2 separate regions of the Ovis aries genome follow, and region 2 is linked to region 1. Evidence: chromatin contacts called from public Hi-C data. All regions are on one chromosome and are shown on one strand. Each heading gives the region's core, a stretch centred on a gene start, on an enhancer-like site or on the middle of the called end of the contact. The rest is flanking DNA. Distances are from core to core; before and after follow the strand shown. Region 1 holds the start of GADD45G (growth arrest and DNA damage inducible gamma). Region 2 has its middle 60 kb from the start of GADD45G.

Region 1 (7,328 bases), core at 2,884-5,383:
CTTGCTTGGCGAGGACTGTTTGTTTAAAAGGACTCCGCCCCCCACCTGCTTACCAGATTATATGCCTCAGTGTGCTCTGTCACTCCTATGCTGGATCCTGCTGCCGCACTGAAGACCCCAGCCTCCAAGCTCACCAGACGACATGGGGACAGGCAACACAATGTCAAGGAGAAGAAACAGGAGACAACCAAATGCAAGTGAGGATGAGCTTCTTTTCCTTTACTATTTATTTATTAGGCTGCACCCGATCTTAGTTGCTGCACACAGGACGATCGATCTTCATTGAGACATTGAGGGATCTTCAGCTGCTGCATGCAAACTCTTAGTTGCAGCAGGTGGGATCTAGCTCCCCAACCAGGGATCAAACCTGGGCCCCCTGCACCGAGAGCCCAGAGTCTTAGCTGCTGGACCACCAGAGAAGTCCCAAGATGAGTTTCTTAAAAACTGTTGCACATGGTTCTGTATACTACACGGTATGTACCCCTCAGAAGTGCAGAAAAAGCAACAAGGAAACACACCAAAACTTGGAGATGGCCCATTACAGTGCTTCTACTTTTCTCTTCCCTTTTGTGTGTGTGTGTTTTCCGATTTTTCTACAATGAATATGTAAAGTTTTACAAACGTATAAAATTAAGAAAGTAGTCCTCCTTCCCAGATGTGCGGCACAGGAGGTATACTGTTAGGCCTTGGTACCAGACAGCCAGGTCCAAATCCACCAGCCCACTTGACTTTTAAGATCTTTAGCAAACACCTTCATCCTAAGTATTACTGCCATCCACATTCATTCAGCGCTTTCTAGATACAGGACATTGGGCTAATCAGTTTGCATGGATCACCTCATTGTGCATGTGATAATTAGGTTATCTATGCATTGCCACTTAGAATTGTTGGAAGTATGGACACAATAATGTGTTTATAAGCACGCTGCATTTTATTACATATCCTCTGGAGTGTTTCATTTTAATAGCATTAAATGCTTATTCACACCACTCCCAAAAATTTAAGCACAAGCTTTAGGGCTGGCACGATGTCCAAGCATGCATTTTTTTTTTCTCCCTATAAATTTTTTCTAGCCCCTAAGGGCTCCAACAGGTGCCCTTGCTGTAAATTCTAATCCACAAAATCAAGTCTTTTGCAGATCTGCCAACTGAATGTTCTACAAGGGTCAGTGGGCCAGTGGGAGGATCTGCTGCCTGTCCTATGCAATATGCTGCTGGATCTACTCATTGAAGGGTACATTTTAAACGAATCGTGCTCCGTTTGTGTTTACTATAGCATGCTGTGGCAAATGGTTGTGAGCCCAGAAAGGCAGACTGCTGTAGACCCCCACCCTGCGGGGCTCCACCTCAACTAGGGAAACTCAAGGTTTTGAGCAGCAGTGGGTGAAGCAGTAATGAAACTTTGGCACAAACACAGCTGAATTATTTCACTGAGCTTCTGTCTAATCAAGGGAGAAATATTTTCAAGAGCTAATAAATGTGAAACGAAGATGCTTTCCTTGCAGCAGAAATCATTAGGCTCGTACAGCTCTTTTAATTCTTTCAGGATATGGAGTGAAGTGGCACACGACAAGGCAAATCAGCTGCCTGGAACTGCTGAGAAAGTACACTAACCCTCCTTTGCCTGGAAGGCATGGCGGACCACTGGGCAGCTTGCTAACAGCAATGCAGTTCCATGTATATTCCCCCGCCAAAAGCAGTACAATCAGGCAGCAGCATGAAAGCAAGATATCAGTTTAATAATATAAAAAGTTTGATTCACTCAGTACATTTCCTCCTACATCCTTCTTAAGACTTTGCCCAAAAGATTTGAATTATTTTTCTTCTGTAAGTCTCTCAATGCTGCTGTGAATAGTAGCAGTCCTCATAACTCTGATGTGGGCAGAGAACACTCAAAATAGTAGATAGCAGATGCTGGCCCCACTCAGAATTGCTTACGCCTATTTGTGCAGACACTCCCTTGCCATTTTTGCTCAGATCTTAAGATCTATCACAGTCATGACAAAATGATGACTCACACTTAAATGCAGTCATGTCATATGCGATATTAATACCCTGGTGACATTGCCGTAAGTGCCATTCCTTTAAGGGGAAATGGTTCCTGACAGCAGTCTGCCACCATCCTCAGAGACCACAAAGGGCAGTGCCTGCAGAAGGCAATGCTCATTGTGCAGGAAGGAGCTGCCTGCATCCTGCAAGCTGTTCCCATAAGCAGCTGTTGGAAGGGAGGGGGTGGAGAGGAAAGAAGGGGGAGGGGAGGGAAAGGTCTCTGCTATCGGGTTGGATGGCCAGCTGCTGCACTGATGTCTTATCCCAAGTATGCTCCTGTCTTGCAAGTTTAAAAATTTTCCTGAAGGGAGAGAAATAGGAGCAGGGCTCAAGTTCTGCCCTAACACCCAGCCAGCGTCCCCTCCCCCACTTCCAGCACCCCAGGAGCCTGCCATTCAGCGCCAACAGGAAGATGGAACAGGTGCCATGGAGTTCCGTAAATTTCAGAAATCAGCAGCAGTCCCGCTGACCACCTCCCCCACAGACAAAGATACCCTGCCCTCAATAAAGAGAGTACGTTTGTTTCAGTTAAGTTTATTGTAAAACTCAAAGCTGCAGCAGCATAATCCTTTAGAAAATGAAGCATCGCCCGTATCCGTTTTGAAAACAGCAGTGCATACTGCTCAAGTCCGTCAGAGCTCCTGTAACCGTACAAGTCCAAGCCGCCTGGACTTGCCTTTCCCCTCCTTTCTGCCGGGAGTACAGGCTGCTGAGTCACGCCTGCCCGGCCAGTCTGTCCTTCCCGGCCGCGCGGCCAAGGTCCCGCCTCCGGCCTTCCTGGGCGAGCAGCCGCTCCCCACACTTGTAGAGTCCTGGGTTGGGGCCAGCCTGCCCCTGTCGCCGCCGGGCCCCTCCTCGGGAGGGAACCGCACCTCCTCGCCGCTCTCCACGCGCCCCCGCCTGCCAGTCTCCACGCCGCACTCCGGCGCCCTCCGAGGGCGCATCCACAGAGCCAGCCCCGCGCTAGGCGCCCCGGGGCGTCACCACGTCGATCAAACCAAGGATCCCCACGGGGCTGTCACTCGGGAAGGGTAATATTGGGCACCCAGTCGTTGACGCTGCGGCTCTCCTCGCAGAACAGGCTAAGCTTCTCCAAGGCGGGGTCCTTCCATGCGTCCTCATTGGGGTTCTGCAGAGAGAACGCAGAGGTCAGCCTGGCTGGGCACTGGCTGCTGACGGGAGAGCGAGGGGGCAGGGATCACATCGGCACGGAGGCGACACTCACCGAAATGAGGATACAGTGCAGGTCTCCAGGTGCCCCCGACTCGTCACCGGTACCCACGATCGCCGCCAGCCGCTGCACGTCGCCCACGCGCACGATGTCTATGTCGTTCTCACAGCAGAACGCTTGGATCAAAGTGAAGTGGATCTGCAGCGCGATATCGCCCTCGTCCTCCTCGTCAGCGGCAAGCACGCAGAAGGTCACATTGTCGGGGTCCCTACGCGGGCGAGCAAGAGGTGGTGAGATCAGGTCGAGGAGCCAGGGGCGCCCCCAGCCACTGTCTCCCCGGTCTCCCTGCCGCTCCTCCCACGGGCCGCGTTTGATACTCACACGTTCAGGACTTTGGCTGACTCGTAGACGCCGGCCGTGAGGCAGCCTTGGCGCTGCGCAGACAACAGCAGCTCGTGCAACGCTTTCCCGGCGCCCTGCATCCTGTGGACAAGCCAGCACGGTGAGCCGGAGGGTGCCCTGAGATCCCTGGACCCGGAGACGCACCCCCAGCGCCCCAGCCCGGCGCGCCAGCCCAGGCGGCCGCACCTTCGGCCCAGCCGGCACACTCGCGCCCGGCTTCCACCCAGCGGGTTCCCAACCCAGCCGGTTTCCACCCAGGCGGGCCCCAAAGACTATCGCCCAACCAGCGCGGCCAGGGCAGGACGAGGGTCCCCGCGCGCCCCGAGACGTCCGGAGTTAGGCGCCGACCTACCTGGCTGTGCTTTCTGGAACCGTGTCCTGGCCACGAACTTCTTCCAGAGTCATATTGCGATCTGCGAGCAGCAAGTTATCCACAAGAACAGAGGGCGGAGCAGACGCGAGCGAAGAAGGAAAGTCTGCGAGCAAGCCTGGTGAGCCCGCTGCCGGCGAGTAAGCCGGAGCGCCGCCTTGCGCCCTTATATAGGCTGAGCCGGGTGGCGCCGCCAGCTGGCGCGAGCCTGCGAGCCCATTGGCCCGCGCCCGCTTTCTGATGCAAATGAGGCGGCTGCCCGCGGCTCGTGCCAGAAGGCCACGTGGGGAGGGGTGCGGGGGATGACAATGCCTCAAATCTGCCGCTTTTGTCGGGGTGTTACCAGGCAGACTGGAGCCTGCAGATTTCATCTCGCCTTTTTTTTTTAAGTCCTTAAAAGGAAAAAGTTACGGGGGGAAAAAACCCTCACTTGTTAACAGTACGCTGCAATTTGTGAAATGCACCTTTGGGGAAATCTAATGAATATTTTTTTTGCATTTATTTTTCTTGCTACCTTTTCTATTTTTTTCTTCACTTTTAATTTGGAGTTTCTGAAACCATTTCTTCTAAACCGGAACTTAAAAAACAGGCTGCGCTGGCTAAGCTAGCTAAAGGCCTGAAAGCAGCCCTCTCCAGCTGACACCAGAGCCCCGAGCGCGAGGTTCTTCTAGCACAATCAAGACCCGGACCCGGTCGCGCTGCAAAGTCTAGCCAATCTCCCGGCCCGCTACTAAGCGCTGCGGGGCGCCAGGGCGCGCAAGCAGATTGCGGCCGGAACACGCGGCTCGTTTGCATTTCTATGCCGGGTGCACAATAGCAGAGGTCTGGCGTGTGGCGGTTTGTAGGAGGGACAATTGAAGCTTTCTCTTCATAGCGACACTGTCCACCTGCCGCTGGGTGGGGTGGGAGAGCCCCGCCGCGCGTGGGGGTCACCGGGCTGCTCGGCGCGTGGTGGGTCGCGGCCGCGTGGGGCTCCTGCGCTCCTCAATGCGCGCCCCCTGCACCGGCCCCGCTGCACCCACCACACGTTTGCATGAAATTCCGCCCCAAAAGGTTCTAGCGCACGTGCGGAGCAGCCGTGGAAGTTGGAAGGAACACCTGGCTGCTGCACCTTCTTCGCAGCCGGGTGGGGACCCCAAGAACTTTGGGAACTACGCTTGGAATCCCTTTCCCGGGGCGCCATCTACAGGCCGACGGGAAAGTTCCTGAGCACCTCTCCCCCGCACTTCCATTGACATACTGTGGGGACTTGGCCTTTGGCCCTCTGATCAAGGAGGGGCCCAGGTAGAGTCAGCTGAGCCCCATCTAAGCTACATATTAATGGAAGTCAAAAACTGCAAAACCCAGATGAAGACAAAAGGAGACTCCAATCCAGTACTGACGGAAGAAAAGCCTATATTTGGCAAGCTATTTTGAAAAATTTTGACCTAAGTATGCATGTATTAAAAGCTTGTTTTCCAGGAATAGAGAAATAATACTAAATGAGAGCTTGAGAGCGTTTAATAGACATTGCTTGGCCGGGGCCATTTTGGACCTGTGTAATGAATGTTAGTTACTCAGTGGTGTCCGACTCTTTGCAACCCCATGGACTCTACAGCCAGACTCCTCTCTCCATGGGATTCTCCAGGCAAGGATACCAGAGTGGGTTGTCATGCCCTCCTCCAGGGGATCTTCCCGACCCAGGGATGGAACCTGGGTCTCCCGCATTGCAGGCAGATTCTTTACTATCTGAGCCACCAGGGAAGTTGACACTTCCAGAAAGTTTGCTCACTGAGCTTATAATTTTTGGTGCCTGCATCTCTCTATGTGCACTGAGGTGCATTCTGTCTCCGCCACCCAGCCTTAACCCTTACTAGGTGAGGTTTTTGAGACTGGGCAGGACAGCTATAGCGGGTGCAGGGGCTGTTGGGTGTGCTGGGAGTCCCGACTCTGCGGCAAGACAGGAAATAAGGAAGACAACGGAGTGCACTGGCTTCTTGCGCCCCCCGGTGGCCAGCTGGCAGAGGACAGCTGAGAGAGCGGAACACTTCCCAGATGCCAATTGAGTGTTTGCTCACCTAACATCGCTGAAATCCGAGGTGTCTTCCCCGCCCCCCGCCCCCCGCCCCCCCACTGAAGGGCAGTTGATCTTCAGCGTTACAGGTGTACACAACAGTGAATCAGTTATACATATACACCACACATCCACTCTTTTTTAGACTCTTTTCCCATGTAGGTCATAGCAGAGTATTAAGTAGAGTTCTCTGTTCTACGCAAAAAGTTCTTATTAGTCATCTGTTTTATGTAGTAGCACGTATAGGTCAATCCTAGCCTCCCAACCTATCCCTCCCCCTCACACGCCCCCACCCCCGGTAGCCATTATATTGTTTTCTAATTGCTCCCTCCCCATTGCTGGCATCCTGTGGCTTTCCTTTGCTGCCATTTCCTTTCTTTCTTTACTGCCCACTGCATGCTCAGTTGCTCAGATGTGTACAACTCTTTGTGACCCTATGAACTGACTGTAGCCCACCAGGCTCCTCTGCCCATGGAATTTTCTCAGGCAAGAATACTGGAGTGGGTTGCCATTTCCTCCTCCAGGGGATCTGCCTGACTCAGGGATCGAACCTGTATCTCCTGCGTCTCCTGTATTGTCAGGTGGATTGTTTTATCACTGAGCCGCCGGGGAAGCCCCTTCTTTCTTCGTTAGTGGTAAACAAAATGATGGTGTGCCTTGATTGGATAAGATATATTTATTTTTAAGTGATTGAAACATAGATATTGCTTTTAAAAGTATCAAATATTTTTTAATGTACTAGTTTCAGGTCCCCAGAAAATGTATCATTGCAAAAATGAGACTTATTTGACATCTTAGAGTTTATTTCCCCCTCCCCATTTTAAACACTGGAAATCTCCCTACACACCAGGCCTCACACCCGGACCCCAGAGGAGGGGAGGGGGGACAGGAGACAGCATTTCCAGTTGGTGCTGAGCCAGCCCTAAGAAGAGGCCTGATTGACACCTCCCTGGGGCTATCTACTTCACTCATATTTTTAAGGTATTGAATTTCAGGAAAATCGCCTTTCTGACGTTGGATATGACTTCACATGGGTTTATTAGGTCAGTCCACATGGCCCAAAAGGCTTCATCCTCAATTAGGAAAGAAACATATTGTCTGGAGTCTAAGTTGGCCCTTCACCAGACACTCCCTCCCCATTCTTACAAGTTAGACAAACGCAGAAGCTACTGGCTCTGGGATAGCCCATATCCAGTTTGCCGGTCATACTACAGGAGAGGGGTGGGCAAAGCCAACACCCCAATACCGGAAACTTCAGATGCTCTTCTGGCCCACCCTGAGATA
Region 2 (7,328 bases), core at 1,534-4,033, 61 kb before region 1:
AGTGTCCTGGACAGCTGTCTTCATCGTCCAGCTCGGTGTGTGATCAGAAGCTGACAAGTGTTGGGGCGGGGCGGGGGGGGCTGTCATATCCTTCATGCATCCCCAAGCGTGACCTGGAGTATACGGAGGGAGGAGGAAAGTCAGTCTCAGAGGAGGTGAAACCCGGCTGAGTTTTCAAAGGGAAAGGAAAAGAGGACTGGAGACAAAGGCCAAAGGCTTTGTGTGGTTCTTGGGACAGAGGAGCCTGGCAGGCTACAGTCCACAGAGTCACAAAGAGTCGGATACAACTGAGCAACTGACGCTTTGGGAAGGTAGCCTCGTGAAACCTCGTGACTTGGCCCCACCTGAGAAGGGGTCTAGACAGGTTAGGCATGGCACCTGCCAGCAGTGCCCCCAACAATCATCAACAGATTTTGGAGAGAAGACCACATTGCTGAGCTCCTCTCTGTACTTATCTATGTCAGTGGTTCCAACTCTAGGAAAGTAGATATCCAGGCCCTGGCCCAACCAGAATCTCTGCAGGGAGACCCCAGGAATCTGTTTATCAGAGGTTTCGTGGTTAATGCTGAAGCCAGGAGCCCCGGAGTCCCAGCCCACACACTCCACGGCATTGGGCTAACAAAGCCTGAGGAGTCTTTAAAAATCCCCATCAACAGTTGAGTTTTATCCCTGGCCATTTACCATTAGGGCTTCCCAGGAGGCTCAAGGATAAAAGAATCCTCTTGCCAGTGCAAGAGACACAAGAGACAGGTTTGATCCCTGGGTCGGGAAGACCACCTGAAGAAGGAAATGGCAACCCACTCCAGTATTCTTGCCTGAAGAAGTCAGTGGACAGAGGAGCCTGGTGGACTACAGTCCATGGGGTTGCAAGTAGTCAGACAGGTCTGAGCAACTGAGCACCAGCACAAGCATTTAACATTAACATTTAACAGAGTCCTGGAGCAGAACTCGGTGACAGCCGGTTTGCCACTGCTTCCCGGCGCCTGTTCTATCACCGTTTATTGTATGTTTATGACCTTTATGGTGTCGTTGCACTGGCTGGCCCTGCACGCCACTGCCTCTCACACTCACAAGTGCAGGATCCCAGGCCCTGTGGAGCCAGCGCCCAGCAAGCCACTCACACTTGGACACCGGGCTCAAAAGGGGGCCTTTCTGAGTTTAACTGCATGCCACCCCTCCTCTGGAGAGCAGGCTTCTGGGGACAGGGCATGGCACAGTGCCCAGGGCCCTGCTGTATCTAGCTCTTGCTCTTTGCCCCGTCTCAGGCTGCCTTTAGACGCTGAAGCAGACCCACCCTCCAATGGAGCCTGAGACTCTTCTCCAAGGGACTGGTCCTAAAAAGCACTTTCACCTTTCTCCCTTCTTGAATAAGGAGGAAAGGAATGAACAGAGGTTGAAATTCAGGCTTGCACATGTATTCTCCCATTGGTGTGTCTCAGAACATCCCATGAAGGAGGTGATATTTTCAGCCCAATGATACGCTGGTTGCCCAAGGTCACCCCACTAGTAGAAGCAGAGTGCAGATCCAGGCTCCAGCCTGCCTGGTGCCTTAACCAGAGGGCCTTGGACTTTGTATGGCAGGGGGATGCTCTTGTTTTGAAAACTGAAATCTCCACAGGGTCACATGCCACAGGGCAGGAGCCATGCCAGGCCCACCCACCTCACTTAAAAAGCTCGGGGTAGGGCAAGGCCACCCTCCCAAGACACTCTCTCCAGAGAATGCAGTTCACACAGAGGCCACCCCTCATCAGCTCTGGGGCTCCAAGGAAGCCTGCTCACCTACTCTCCCTCCAGCCTTGCCCTGGCGACCAGTGGGTCAGAACATTCTGGGGGCGTGGGTGGTAGGACATACTGGAGTGACTAGATGGCCCACGAAAGCCCCAGGAGTGTGAGTGGAGAGTCTGGCATCAAAACCCCTATGTTCTGGGGACACTTGGGCCTGTTTTCTGGAGACTCTAGGAGTATGGGAGGAGGGGAGTGCCTGGACCCTTTGTCTTAACATCCCAGCTGATCTCAGTCCCTCTCATAAGTGTTCCTTTTCCTCAAGAGTCCTGTCCACATCGTGTTCCTTTTCCTGAACCCTCAGGGTCCAAACTTGTGATGGTGCTGTGGGTGACATCTGTACTGTGGGTGACATCTATACTTTCACAGATGCAATGTCTCGAGGTCAAGCCATGACCTCCCATCAGTGCTGTGAATGCCACCCCCAGAGCTGAAGGTATTGCTGGTTTGCTGTGTGGGGACAGCAGTCCTGGGGACAGGAGTAGGGTGGGGGTAGTTGATGTCACAACCTTGGGCAGCTTCACATGCAACCTGACAGGAGGGAGCGGAGGGGAGCACCTTTACTGACTTCTTTGCTCCAAAAAGCTGTGCGGGCAGCAGGATCGGATAAAGGACAGGACCTGGCCTGTCCCACCTGGCACAACCCTGGCCCTAATTGTTGTTCAGTCACTCAGTCGTGTCCAAGTCTTTGTGACCCCATGGACTACAGCACGCCAGGCTTCCCTGTCCTTCACCATCTCCCAGAGCATGCTCAAACTCATATCCATCAAGTCGGTGAACCATCTCATAGTCTAGTCCTAATAGTCCCCCACACACATGCATTGTCCTCGTGGCCCGGGGAACCCATTTCCCCACTGTCCACAAAGCAGCAACACTGCTCCCTCTCTGCCTTGTCACAGCCCGGCCATGCGTCGGGCAAGCCACCCAGCCGATCTCCCAGCTGTGAAATGGGACACACCCACACCAGGCCAAGCTGTGCTCTGTGTGCCCCGGCAGGTGGGAAAGCTGTTTGTGAGTGATGTTGTGGGTACCCAGACCGCACCTTCAAAGCTGGTTTACGGTGCAGCGAGCCCTCGGCCTGGGGGCGGTTCGCAGGTGGCCTGCCCACCCAGGGTCAGCTGACAAACTTCCTGGGGCTTTCAGTACAGTGGTCAGATGACCTGGCTGGGTTGTGTAATGCGTGTGCTCCGGCCTCCCTCTCCAGAGAGCTATCTGTGGCCCAGGACCTCTTCGGAAGCTAACAACACCTCGTGACCCTCAGTGCATAAACACTGTGAAGAGCCCACAGAGGCGCAGATGGCAGAGGGGCTGGATTTCGCAACAGCTTCCTCTGTGTTTCCAATTAACTGAGGAGGTGGCCGCCCACAGGGAGGGGGTGGAGCCAAGGAGATGCTGTTTTTCCCTCTATCCTCCGTGTTGTTTGTGAGCACTTGGTCCTAGGAAAAAGCCACTTCTCAGGAAGGAATGGCCCCTCCTCCAAGATTTCGTTTCATCCTGGCTGCCCTCCCCAACCTCAAATCTCAGTCCTCCCGGTCCCTGCCTGCCCAGCCTGCCCTGGACAGGAGTCCAGAGACACTCAAACATTGTCCCCAAGCCCAGAAGAGATGCCCCACTGCTGCGCCAGCCTCTCAGATGTGCCACCGGATCTGAGATCCTGTGCCGGGTAAGCAGCCTCAGACTCAGCCCAAGGAAATGGTAAACAGGATCACAACAGGGAGAGATCCCTCCAGGACTGCGGGTCATTACACGGTGTGCAGCCAGCGAGAGCGGACAGAGCCGGCTTGCCATCCAGCCGAGCCGGGAGAGACAGAGGGACCAGGAGCAGCTGCACCCTCCCTTTGCTCAAGCAAGAGAACTAGTCCAGAAAGTAGTAACACTGACTCCACGCTGTGCACATGTCCAGGAGGTGGCCGGTGCTCTGCTTGCAGGTTTACACACGACTGCTCTGCTCGCTGCAGGGATGTGTCCCTCACCCGTGCACCTGGGGCATGTTACCAGTCCTGGCTCTGATTTTTTAATCTACAGAATGCCACATGCAAAACCTTCTAGGCACCAAAGATGAGAGGTTTCCGTGGCCTCACCACTGCAGCAGCTGCTTGCAAACTGCAAAATGCAAGCAGGATCTTTCCTCGGCAGCCTGGAGGCCAGGACATGCTGCACTGGAGAATATTTGGGCCCTGAGAACCAGCCTTTTACCTGCAACCACCTCGGTGCATGAGCCAGGCATGGGGTGTCACTAAAGGAGAAAAGTATAACCTTTGAGGGGCTTCCTTGATGGCTTGGCGGTAAAGAATCTGCCTGCAGTGCAGGAGACGCAGAAGACTCGGTTTCGATCCCTGGGTGGGGAAGAGCCCCTGGAGGAGGGCATGGCAACCTACTCCAGGATTCTTGCCTCCTCCTCAAGAGGAGCCTGGCCACCACAGACTCACAAAGATTTGGACATGACTGAAGCAACTAAGCATGCACACATGCATAATCTTTTAGACATTTCCCTTAGAACACATTTTACTCAAATATGCACTTCAAACCCAAGTATACTAAAAGCTTTTGGATTCTGTGAGAGAAAGCAAGGGGGGGATGATTTGAGAGAATAGCATTGAAACATATATATTATCATATGTGAAATAGATTGCCAGTCCAGGTTCGATGCATGAGACAGGTGCTCAGGGCTGGTGCACTGGGATGACCCTGAGGGATGGGATCATCCCTCAGGGGAGGAAGGAGGGAGGAAGGTCAGGATGGGGAACACATGTACACCCATGGCTGATTCATGTGAATGTATGGCAAAAACCACCACAATACTGTAAAGTAATTAGCCTCCAATTAAAATAAAGACATTATAAATAAATAAACAAGTGCTCTACCCTAAATGCAGCAGCAAGCTGTAAAAGGCAATGCAGGGAGAGGCCGTCTCCTACTCTGCCACTTCCTCCTGGGCTGAATTTCTAATACTTGAAGGTTCCTGTCTGCAGAAACTACAATAGTACCTCTCGGCCAGGTGGGGGTGGGGCTTAATCTCCAACAAAAAAGACATTGTCTTTATAAAGAAGACAAGACTGTGCAGATACACAATGCAACCTCATCGATCTTCCTTTGCAAGGGCGATAAAGGAGGATAATTCCATTAAAGAGTAACCCAGTGGTTACTCTTTAACCACTGGTGGTCCAGTGGCTAAGACTCCATGCTCCCAGTGCAGGGGGCCCGGGTTTGAGCCCTGGTCAGGGAGCTAGATCCCATGTGCTTCAACTAAGAGTTCGAATGCCCCAACTAAGACCCTATGCAGCCAAATAAATAAAAATAAATCCTGGGAAAAAAAAAAAGAAGAACCCCAACGTGGTTTGCCTGAAGTCCAGGAGATGTATAAGGCATCATGGGAGCCTCACATGTGTCTTTGTGGAGGGGAATGTCATTGCATTAAAAGTCTGTGGCTGTCGCCCTCAGCTTATCCTCCTTGAGTGTTTCTCCCCACCCTCCCAACACCTGGCCATCAGCCAGCTGTGGTGACACAGAGGGATACCTTCTCTCATCTCCCAAGCCTGCAAACCTGTCTCAGTGTGGGGAGCCTGGGAAGGCAGGGGAGGGAGAGAGGCTTTACCCCACACCCCGATCCCCCTGTGAGGAGCTCAGGCGGTTTGAAAGAGGGGCAGCTGATTGGAGTCAGTGAGGGCATCACGCTGACAGGACGAGGACCTCAGCTGGGGGCCAGCTGGGACCCCTCAGGAGGGAGAGGATGGCAGCCCAGAGAGGGGCTCCTGTCCTCAGGAGGTGGCCATGCACATAGGGTGATGGACCAGCATTGGGGAGCCCTTTGTAGGCACACAGCTCCCGTCTCCTGCACCCCGCCTGTGGGCAGCCACAGCTCACAACCAGCCCCGCCCAAGGTCTGGGCCAAGGTCAGGGTAACCATGTTACAAAGGCCAAACCTTCTCCACAGCATTTTCATGGAGCTGGACCGAAATCCACATGGGCACAGGGCCAGGGGTCCGGGGAACCTCCAGGGTGAGCAGAGGGGGCTTGGATAAGTGTCAGATATTTGGAAAAGCAAAGACAGACATTCTAAGACAGGGAACAGAAGACTCAGGTGCCACAGCCCAAAGGAAGGAGACTCACATGGATGCAGCAAGACCAGCCAGTGTGGCTTCGGCTCCTTGGTCAAGTGGTCTTGGCACAGAGCACTCACAGGAGAAGATGACCCTCCAGGTGGACCAGCCCCTGGGCTGGCTCCGAGGCACACGGTCAATCCATTCAGTTCATTTTCTTCCAAGAAGGACACCTCCAATTATTCTAGAAGGAAGTGGTTCCGCATCTGCTCCTCTGCACAGAAGCCTTCCTGCTCCTCAGGTTCTTAATTAGAACCACTGGCTGTGGGGCCCGGCTCCTTCCCTGTGCCTCCAGACATGGGCTGACAGGGTCGCCAGATGTCAGCATCCGTAGTTCAGGGAGAGGCTTGGCGCTGACCCTAGGGAAGTCCAGTCAGCAGTCATCATGGCCTGTGCAGCGTAGGGCAGCTGCCGCTGGGCTGGAGAACACACAGGGAGGGCGTCTGCTGATGGCGGTCCCCCCAGACACACAAGGCTCATGCTGCTGCAGTAGGAGGTGCAGGACACAAAGTCCATTCTCTCTTTCTTGAGAATGTCCTTGGCAGAATGTCCCAGGTGTCCCTGTCTTCCAAGTTTCTTCCCAGCCTGCATCCCCCAACATCTCAACATCACTGGGATGGCAGGAGGGAGGTGGGAGCAAGAAGGGTGGTTGGGCCTTGCAACTTTCACCTCCTCTCTTGGAAACTTCTTACTCTGGAAGAGTCCATGGAGGAAGTCCAAGGACCCTGCAGGAATCACATGTGGGTGCTCTGGTCAGCACTGCCATCAAGACCCTGGACATGTGAGCAATGTGGTCTTGGATGCCCTGGACCAGCTCACCCACCAGAAGGGTATCACCTACCTCCATCCCCTCTAGGGGAAGCATGGGACCCGACAAGCCCTACCCTGCCCTGACTCCTGACCCACACAATCAGGACATATAATAAAATGATTGCTGTTTTGAATCTCCAAAAGCAGGGTAGTGGGTATGTGGCAATAGATCACCAGAACAGAAACCTCTGTCTCACTTTCAATCATCCTCACAAATGTGTCCCCGTCTACCTGCAACACCAAGCACAGTCCCAGAGGTGCCGCGACACTGTCCATGTGTAAGGCCAGCGATCACAGGGCAGCATCCAGGGGCACATGTCCTTGTGAAAGCAAAGCTGCCTGCTGCAATGACAAGTCGGGTGTACAGATGCACTTTTTTATATACTCACCTGACCTCCAGTCAGGCCAATCTGCTTGCGCAAAAAGGCATTATTAATAAAGACAGAAATGCAACTAACTGCAGACGTCTACAGAGGCCTTAACAGGTCCCAGGTGCTGCTTCCAGTTTGCCTGTGGAGAGCTGTTTTCCACTCCAGCAGAACACTCCGTCTTCATTATTGTACACTGTATTGTTGTTGTTCAGTCGCTAAGTTGTGTCTGACTCTTTGCAACCCCATGGACTGCAGCACGCCAGGC

What was found. A called contact is a pair of places that touch in the nucleus more often than the background predicts.
Region 2: a contact with region 1 is called in a Hi-C map of liver, with 2.1 times the contacts expected there. The contact joins the enhancer-like site here to the promoter of GADD45G in region 1. A contact is called at or near these places in 2 of 16 Hi-C or Micro-C datasets (liver and skin fibroblasts).

The regions. Positions count from the first base shown.
Region 1 is chr2:24,391,996-24,399,323 of ARS-UI_Ramb_v3.0, reverse strand. It overlaps GADD45G (growth arrest and DNA damage inducible gamma), which reads right to left and starts at 4,133. Exons shown (of 4, transcript XM_015093022.3): 1 at 3,974-4,133; 2 at 3,601-3,702; 3 at 3,274-3,487; 4 at 2,567-3,177. The coding sequence starts at 4,026. The coding sequence ends at 3,067.
Region 2 is chr2:24,452,021-24,459,348 of ARS-UI_Ramb_v3.0, reverse strand. No RefSeq gene overlaps it. Among named protein-coding and RNA genes, the nearest start is that of GADD45G, 60 kb to the right of the region's middle. Within about 2 kb of position 2,783, at least 14 of the 54 cell types and tissues checked have an H3K27ac peak or open chromatin away from gene starts, as enhancers often do. A contact at or near this core is called in liver, where this site is marked.